Linked DNA regions of Sus scrofa: region 2 is linked to region 1. The links are chromatin contacts, called in public promoter capture Hi-C maps. All regions are on one chromosome and are shown on one strand. The core of a region is the stretch at or near the end of the contact, and the rest is flanking DNA. Distances in the headings are between cores, read along the strand shown. Region 1 holds the start of LOC100152956 (olfactory receptor 6C74-like). Region 2 holds the start of ZNF22 (zinc finger protein 22).

What was found. Promoter capture Hi-C pulls out the DNA fragments that hold promoters and counts their contacts.
Region 2: a promoter capture Hi-C map of fetal liver shows a contact between it and region 1, with 4 times the contacts expected there. The contact joins the promoter of ZNF22 here to the promoter of LOC100152956 in region 1. A contact is called at or near these places in 1 of 5 promoter capture datasets (fetal liver) and 1 of 2 datasets of contacts at active chromatin or transcription factors (alveolar macrophages).

Annotation. Positions count from the first base shown.
Region 1 is chr14:90,905,438-90,909,354 of Sscrofa11.1, reverse strand. It overlaps LOC100152956 (olfactory receptor 6C74-like), which reads right to left and starts at 2,189. Exons shown (of 5, transcript XM_021073091.1): 1 at 2,139-2,189. ALOX5 (arachidonate 5-lipoxygenase) reads left to right here and starts at 2,271. Exons shown (of 15, transcript XM_021072736.1): 1 at 2,271-2,540. The coding sequence starts at 2,391.
Region 2 is chr14:91,094,699-91,098,615 of Sscrofa11.1, reverse strand. It overlaps ZNF22 (zinc finger protein 22), which reads left to right and starts at 1,728. Exons shown (of 2, transcript XM_003483520.4): 1 at 1,728-1,816.

The DNA of each region.
Region 1 (3,917 bases), core at 940-3,439:
ACATAATCACCATATGATTCAGCAATTCCCTCCTGGTTATCTCCCCGAGAGAAAGGAAAACATGTCTACACAAAAATTTATACAGGAATGTTCAAAACATTGTTTTTCATAATAGCCCCAACTTAAATGTCCATCACCCAATGAATGGATAAACACATAAAAATGGAATATTATTCAGCAACAGAAAGGAATAAAGTACTGATACATGCAGCAACATGGATGAATCTGGGGGAAAAAAAAGTATACTAAGTAAAAGAAGCCAGTCACGAAGGTCACATATTGTATGATTCCATTCATATGAAATGTCCAGAACAGATAAATCTATAAAGGCAGAAAATAGATTAGTGTTTGCCCTGACTAGAAAGACGAGGGAGATAATGAGAAGTGACTGGTAATAGAGTGATGAAAATATTCTGAAATTGATTGTGGTGATGGCTTCACCACTCTGAATATTACTAAACACCCTTTATCTGTACACTTTAAATTATTGTATGGCATGGTGATTACATCTCAGCAAAGCTGTGAAAAAGAAGAAAGGAAGGAGAAAGAGGAAGGAGGGCACAACCGAAAGAAGAGCAAGTGATGATGGACTTGAAGGGAGTAGATGATCCCACCTACGTTAAAAAGAAATAAGCCTAGCTAGAGAATTGGAGGACAGGATGGGAGGACAAAATGTAGTTCCTTTCTTTAGGAAAACAATAACCGTTTTTTTCTTAGATTCAAAGGGCAATTCTATAGCCATCCTTCACACCCTCTCCAGGGTTTCCTGGAATACATATTTTGCCTGGATCCCACTTTTGTGCCATCTTCATCTACCCTATCTCAACTGTGTCCAGAGTCTTTCACGTGCTACACTTTGATTCCCAGAGAATCCCTCTGGTGTTGTCTTTTGATAAATAAAATCAGTCCCACTGAACTCTGCCCTCACTTCCCATCTGTAGAGAATGGCAGGTACTCTTTCTCTACCCAGAGTGGTGGTCCTGCCAGGCAGAGGAGGAAGCAGGATTTGCCACCAGAAGGAGCCCAGGTTTTCAAAACAGGTGACTTGACATACCCACCACCATCTCGCATGGAATTAACTTATTTTTAAATTTAGATCAATACATTACTGAATGTGCACCACAGTCAGACGCAGTTCCGGTAACGGAGAGGGAGTGGGGGAGGTATAGGCGAATATAGAAGATTTGGGGAACATGTCACAGCAGTTGGAAAGCTTACCACCTGAGGGAAGCTTCCCTCTCGTGCACAAAGCCTTCCACCATCCCTCCCAGGCCTCTGCCCATCATCAGTTAGAAAACCCACAATTACTCCACCAGGCAGCGGGGTTCCCAAGTACTGGCTGTAACTCGTGGAGCATCCTTCTGTGAACTCCACATCTTCTTCCCTAGGACTTCCTGCCATGCATGGGTCCACTCCCATGAGCCATCTCGGAACAAGTCTAATTCCTTTCCCCTTACACGCCCAGCCTCCCAACCCTCAGGTTTCTTCAACTCCTCGCCTCTAGGAGCGCTCAGACCTCCTCCAGACAACCCTGTAGATCTCCGGACTCCAGTTTCCTCTTCCTGGCTTCCCTCTCTCTGGCTACCCTACCTGTCACTGACAATCTCCAGGCTTGAGCGTGGCTGGCATCTGACTCACCTCAGCGCCCACTGCCCTTAGCCTGGAGTGACATTCAGCCGAGTCTGCGGAAGAAGCCAATGCCCACGGAAGTCTCTAGGTCCCGGAGTACCAGCTCAGGTGTGGCCCCGTCCAAAAGCTTTCCTAACTCCCCAGGTGGGTTCTTCTTCCCGCTGCAGACTCCCAGAACACCCCTGCTCTAAGTAATCACAGAGCGGGTAACTTCCCCAAGCACGTGGCCTCCCACTCCCACTGGGAACTCAGTGGGAGCAGGGACTATGTCTGGTTTTCTCGGAGTCCTGGAGCCCTAATGTTTCATAGGAACCTGGCACCGAGGGAAGTCAGGGAAGCCGAGGCAGGAAGGAAGGGTGAAGAGTGAAAACAATAAATGAGAAACTGAGTGAATGAATGAATGAATGAACGGCGGGAGGAGGGGATAGCAGCTGAGGTGACCCCAGTCCCTTGACTGCTAAAAAGAAGCCAAGCGGAGGAGGTGAGAAGCAGAAATGGGTGACCCTTACCGATTTGGAGGTCCGGCCCGCGAGGTCAGAAGGGCAGGAGGGCGGGGCGGGGCCGGGGCGGGGGCAGAGGCACGGGGCGGGGCGGGGGCAGAGGCACGGGGCGGGGGCGGGGCCCAGCGGGCGGGGGTTGCAGGGGCGCCCGACGGCGGAGAGAGGAAGCAGCTGTGCTGCGCAGGCTAGGTGCTGTCGCGCGGACCGGCACGTCGAGGCTGCCAGTGCTCGCTGCGCACACGACCCTCGCTGCCCGCCGCTATGCCCTCCTATACCGTCACTGTGGCCACCGGCAGCCAGTGGTTTGCGGGCACCGACGACTATATCTACCTTAGCCTCGTGGGCTCCGCGGGCTGCAGCGAGAAGCACCTGCTGGACAAGCCTTTCTACAATGACTTCGAGCGCGGCGCGGTGAGGACGCGTGTCCCCGATGGGCTGGGCAGCTGGGGCCGAGTGCGGGCTTGTCCAGGAGCCGTCCGGGCAGCTGGGACCCAAGTTTGGGGAGGAGGTCTTCCTGGGTGAGGTCAGCAGGGCGCCGTGCCTCTCCCCTGGGAGTAGGAGACGGTGCAAGATTTGCTATCCGTTTTACTAGTGGGTTCCTCGAGCCTCTGAAAGGTCCCTTAACTGGGCAAGTGCTGTGAGCAGCGTTTCTTGTGCCCCACCTCATAGGGCTCCACGCATGGCACCTCGGAGTACCTCAGAATCTCAGGAGAACATGCAGATCTGGAAGTCCAGAGGCCTGAGTTCCATCTGGGCCTGACCTCTAGCTTACTCTCTCCCATCTCTGGGCCTCAGTTTCCCCAAATGTAAAGTGCAAGGGTTGGCTTCAGGTTGGTCCAGGAGCCCGGATGAGCCCAAACCCAGCTGGTGGCCCAGAGTGGCACTAGCTTATGTCTCCACACCTGGGCAGCTCACATTCTCAGGACAGGTTCCCAGAGGAATGCAGAGAAAAAGAACAAGACAACCCAGGCCAGGAGAAGTCTTTTGCAACCCCAGAGGTCGTCACTAGCTCCCAGCAGAGTGTACAGCAGGGAACACTTCCACCCAGGGTGTGAGGGCTCAGAGGAGAAGACCAAGGAGGGTTTTTCCACTCGCATCCTCACTAGAGACCCTGGAGCTGGGGGAGTTCAAGGAGCAAAGGGAGCCAGTGCTTATGGCACCTCTAGTCTGGGGTGCCAGAAGCTGTGAGCCCATGCACAGGTAGATTCATTCTGAAGTGGGCTCCTGATGCTGACCTGGACATGAATTTGAGCCCTGTGGCTTTTTCCATGAGCATGGCGGGTCATTTCCTCCCTGAGTGTCTAATGGGACGTGCCCAGTCCACTAGCATGACTATTGGGATAGTCCCAAAGCACTGCAGGTGCCCAGGAAATATCTGTTCCCTTCTGCTACCCTCAGCTCCTGAACTGGACCCCAAAAATTTAGACTTCAAAAGGCTGTCTTTTCACCACTTCCTTGATTATTAGTTTGAACCATAAGGAATTGCTCATAGTTGACTATTGTTGACAAACAAAATTGGCAATTCCATATGGTTCAACCAATACTTGTTGGATAAAAATTTGGGAACGATGTTTTAGGTCTGCAGAGCCTAAAGTAAGCAAATAATAGTCTACTCTTCCAGATTATAAACTAAGTGGGTTTGATTCCTACCCAACAGTCTCAGAACCTTGCTATAAACCAACCTGGCACTTGGCCAAGTTTAACACATTAAGCTGACTTCAGCTCCCTTCTAGAAGAGTTAGATGTTGAGTATAAGAACAAACTCCTATTGTTTGGTTTCCCCAACCA
Region 2 (3,917 bases), core at 479-2,978, 190 kb before region 1:
TTTAGAAACTCTTCCTAAACTGTCTTTGGCCATTCTCCCCTACACTCCCTCCTCCAGCCACCAGCATCAACCACTCGTAATAATAATTTAATAATAAAATAACAATGCCTCTTATTTATTATATGTTAGGCATTGTGTGAAGTGCCTGGCATTATCTATTTTAATTTTTACAACAGTCCAGCTATCATCTAGATTATTGAATTGACATGCCTTGTCTGGGCCTTAGTCAGTTTCAATGCTTTGCCATCTGCAGAGCAGAAAGCTCTAGCTGAGAGCTGAACCTCTAATCTAGTCCGACCTCTGCCATCAACTCTCTGTGTTACTTCAGGCAAGTTTCCCTCAGCCTCATTTTACTGTAAGGCAGATATGAAGGTCCTCCGTGCTTCATGAAACTCTAGTAAAGATGAATGACCAGAAAATAGATGTAAAAGCACTTCCTAAATAATGAGCATCTTACAAATTCATTCATTCAACAGATACTTGTGAGTGCCTGCTACCTTCTGAGCACTGATACAACAAGGAACAAGAGATGGCTTTGTGTACCCCTGTGAGGGCATGGGCTTTGCTCTAATAACATGGGAAGCCTTTGGAAGATTTTGAACAAAATGAATGACAAGATTTGACTTGAGTTTTAGGAGGATCACTCTGGGGCTGTGAGTAGACATAGAGAGACCAGTGAGAAAGCCAATGCAACAATCCAGACAGGTCATAACAGGAGCTTGGTGGAGGTTATAGCAGTGGAGATGCTGAAAGTGGCTCTATTCTGGATATATTTGGAAGACAGTACCAACAGAATTACAGATGGCTTGGATTTGGATTTGGGGTGAAAAGAGAAACAATGACATCAATATTTTTGACTTGAGTAACTGAAAAGATGGAGTCACCATCAACTGCTGGGTTGAAGACTGTTGAATGAACAGGTTAGGTGAATATCAGAAGTTCATCTGGGGCTTTGTTAGGTTTGGATGTTCATCACACATGCAAAAGACACCGAGTAATCAACTCGATATATAAGTCTAGAGTTCAACAGTATTTGCATCCCAAGGTTTGACTGGAGTTACCAGTTTGGGAGTCTTCAGCATATACAGATGGTATCTGAAGCCATTAGATTTGGAGTTCTGCAGGTGGAAGGAGGACACAGATCAGGTGAACTTGCACAGGTTGGTAGAGGTGGTTGGCTGTAACAGAACAGAATCAGGAGACATCATTACTAAAGAGAAACAAGGCAGTGTGTTGAAAATCATGAGACTCTGGAGCCAAAAAGACGGGTACAGATCTTTGGCCATCAACTTACATAGTGTGAACGTGAGGCGATTTCTACTCTAAGCCTTGGCCTCCCTAACTGTAAAATGAGTACTCTCGTTCCTATCTTGTAGGGGTTTTTTTGGTAAGAATTAAATAATTGGCTCATGAAAAATATCAGAAATAGTTTAGGCTCTCCAGAAGTACCTCTATGTAATTAATAAGTGCTCCACATTTGTCGAAAGAATGGAGCCTCGGGGTCAGACCGGCTGGTGTTGCCTTTCAAAACCTTGACCACACGGGCTGCCACTCCCCCACCCTGTGGGTCGCTCCTCCATCACAAAGGGAGAAGACCACAAGTCTTGCGGTCCTGAGGGCCACAGGACGCCTTCCGAGGGGAAAACAAAATGGCAAAAAGAAAAGGGTTTCTTTTTTCCGGTGGGCCAGGCACCATAGAGGGTCGATCCGCCAAGTTCCTAGAGCGACCGCGAGGCACAGACAAACGGCGCGCTCGCACTTCCGGTGGCGCGAGGGACGCCGGGCGGGCGAGCGAGGGCCGCGGACGGCAGGCGCGGTGAGTGGCCCTGGGGTGCGCGGGCAGGTGCTCCGAGGCACCAGAGGCGCAAGCTGGGCGCGGCAGGGCGGCGCTCACCCGCCAACGGTGTGGCGAGCGCGGCTTTGGCCTCCGCTCCCGGGATGCCGCAAGGGCTCCGCGCGGCCCGCGGGGCGGAGGGAGTGGGGCGGGCCCGGCCTTGGAGAGGCGGTAGTTGGAGGCCTTAACTGTAGCCCCGGCGATTGGCGGGAGGAGGACAGGCCCGGGCTCCTGGCCGTAGTCCTTACGCCATCCATCAGGCGCCTGTCAGGATTAAACTTTGAACAAACGCTTGGGTAGCACAAGGCTTTTGTGAGAGCCTTGCAGATATTGACTCACTTAAACTTACAACGCCCTGATAATGTAGGGGTTTTATGGTCATCCCCATTTTATGTACTAGAAAGCAAGCACATTGCAGTTAGGCGTGTTCGCTTGGCTAACAGCCCGTGTACTGATATTCACCGTAATACCCGCATCTACTATGGAATTACACTGAAGACCGGTCAGAGGGCTGGACTTCACGTTGGGAATTAAGACTGCAGGTCATTCTGCTGCTAAAAGTACAAGCTCTGGGCTCAAGCTGCTAGGGTGTGGGAACCTGGCCAGAGTATGCCTGCCTTTCCTTAGCAGTACAACGAAGATAATACCATAAACCTACTCCGTGAATTAAGTAAGATGGCATAGGGAATTCCCTGGTGGCTTAGCGATTACGGTTTCGGCTTTGTCACCGCTGTGGCTAGGTTTGATTCCTGGCCCAGGAACTTCCGCATGGCCGGGGCCAGGCCAGAAAAAAAAGATAATAGTGACTGGCACACAGCTATCTGTTAGTGTGATTTCCTCATCTGCAGTGTTCCAGATGTGTTAGTCTCTGAGTTTCCGACCGGAACTGATTTATATAGTATTTAAAAATCAATGTGTTTTTTTCAGTATGTACTTATCATTATAGCTGTTTTCGAATACCAATATCATGTACCTAACAGATATCTCTTTGTCATAGATGTCCTATAAATATTTACTAAAGTTAAGAAATGAGTACTGTTCTCTCTGTATTTTTGTGTAGTAGGCAGTTTGTTCTAATACCTGCCTTAATTACTGCAGATATAATTGTTAAATATCCAGTTAAAGTCTTAGCGCTGTCAGGCCTGGAGTCTCAATTTTACAGTAAGGTGAAGGAAAGGCAATAACAGTGATGTAATTTTTGTTTTCAATTATTTGCTTTATAAGCTTGTATGCAGAGACCCTGGGTAATTATTCCCATTTTACAGTCTACTTTCTGGCACAAAATGTGGAAAGTAATTCCAATAATTGTATTACCTTTGCAGTCCTAGGTTCTCCTACATTGTCACCTGTTTGGAGTTTGTGTTTGTTTTGTTTATGGCCATTATTTTAAATAACCTTATGTTAGTAAATGAAATTAATTATTTGAAATTTTAAATTTTTTGCAGCATTTGGGAATTTTTTAAATCCCATCCTAGTTTTACATATAAACTTATTTCTTCTCCTTTTCTTGTGTTCTGCATATCACCTTTTATTCTGTCCTCATAATACTATCAAGGTAAAAGTTTTTTTGAAATTTTTCTTTCTCCAGGAAAAAAAAATTCTTTGGTTCACATTTTCAAAGAACTGTCCTCTTTCTTGGATCATTGTAATCTAGAAGAAATAATAATGAAACATCTCTTCACTAATGTTTTCCTCATCCAGTATATATTAAATATATATATGTTTTCTCATCCATTCTTTATAGAATAGTTCCTACATTCAGGACAGTTTATGCTGCAGAGTTAGGACTAAGTTGTTTCTCTATAGTGAAAGTAGAATGGCTAAACAAATAAGAATAAAGAGAAATATTTAACAAAGCATGATTTGTCATTTCTTTCTACTTTGGACACCTTAATTAGTCACTAGTAAGTGAGTATAAGTCTAACATGGGAATAAATATTAAAACATAATGATAATCTATTACCCAAATTTTGGTTGGCCTTCTTTTATTTATTTATTTGGCTTCATTAATTTTATTTCATTTGGTTGGCTCTATTTTATTTCATTAAGATACTGTCTCTACTTTTTAATGCTAGAGAATTAT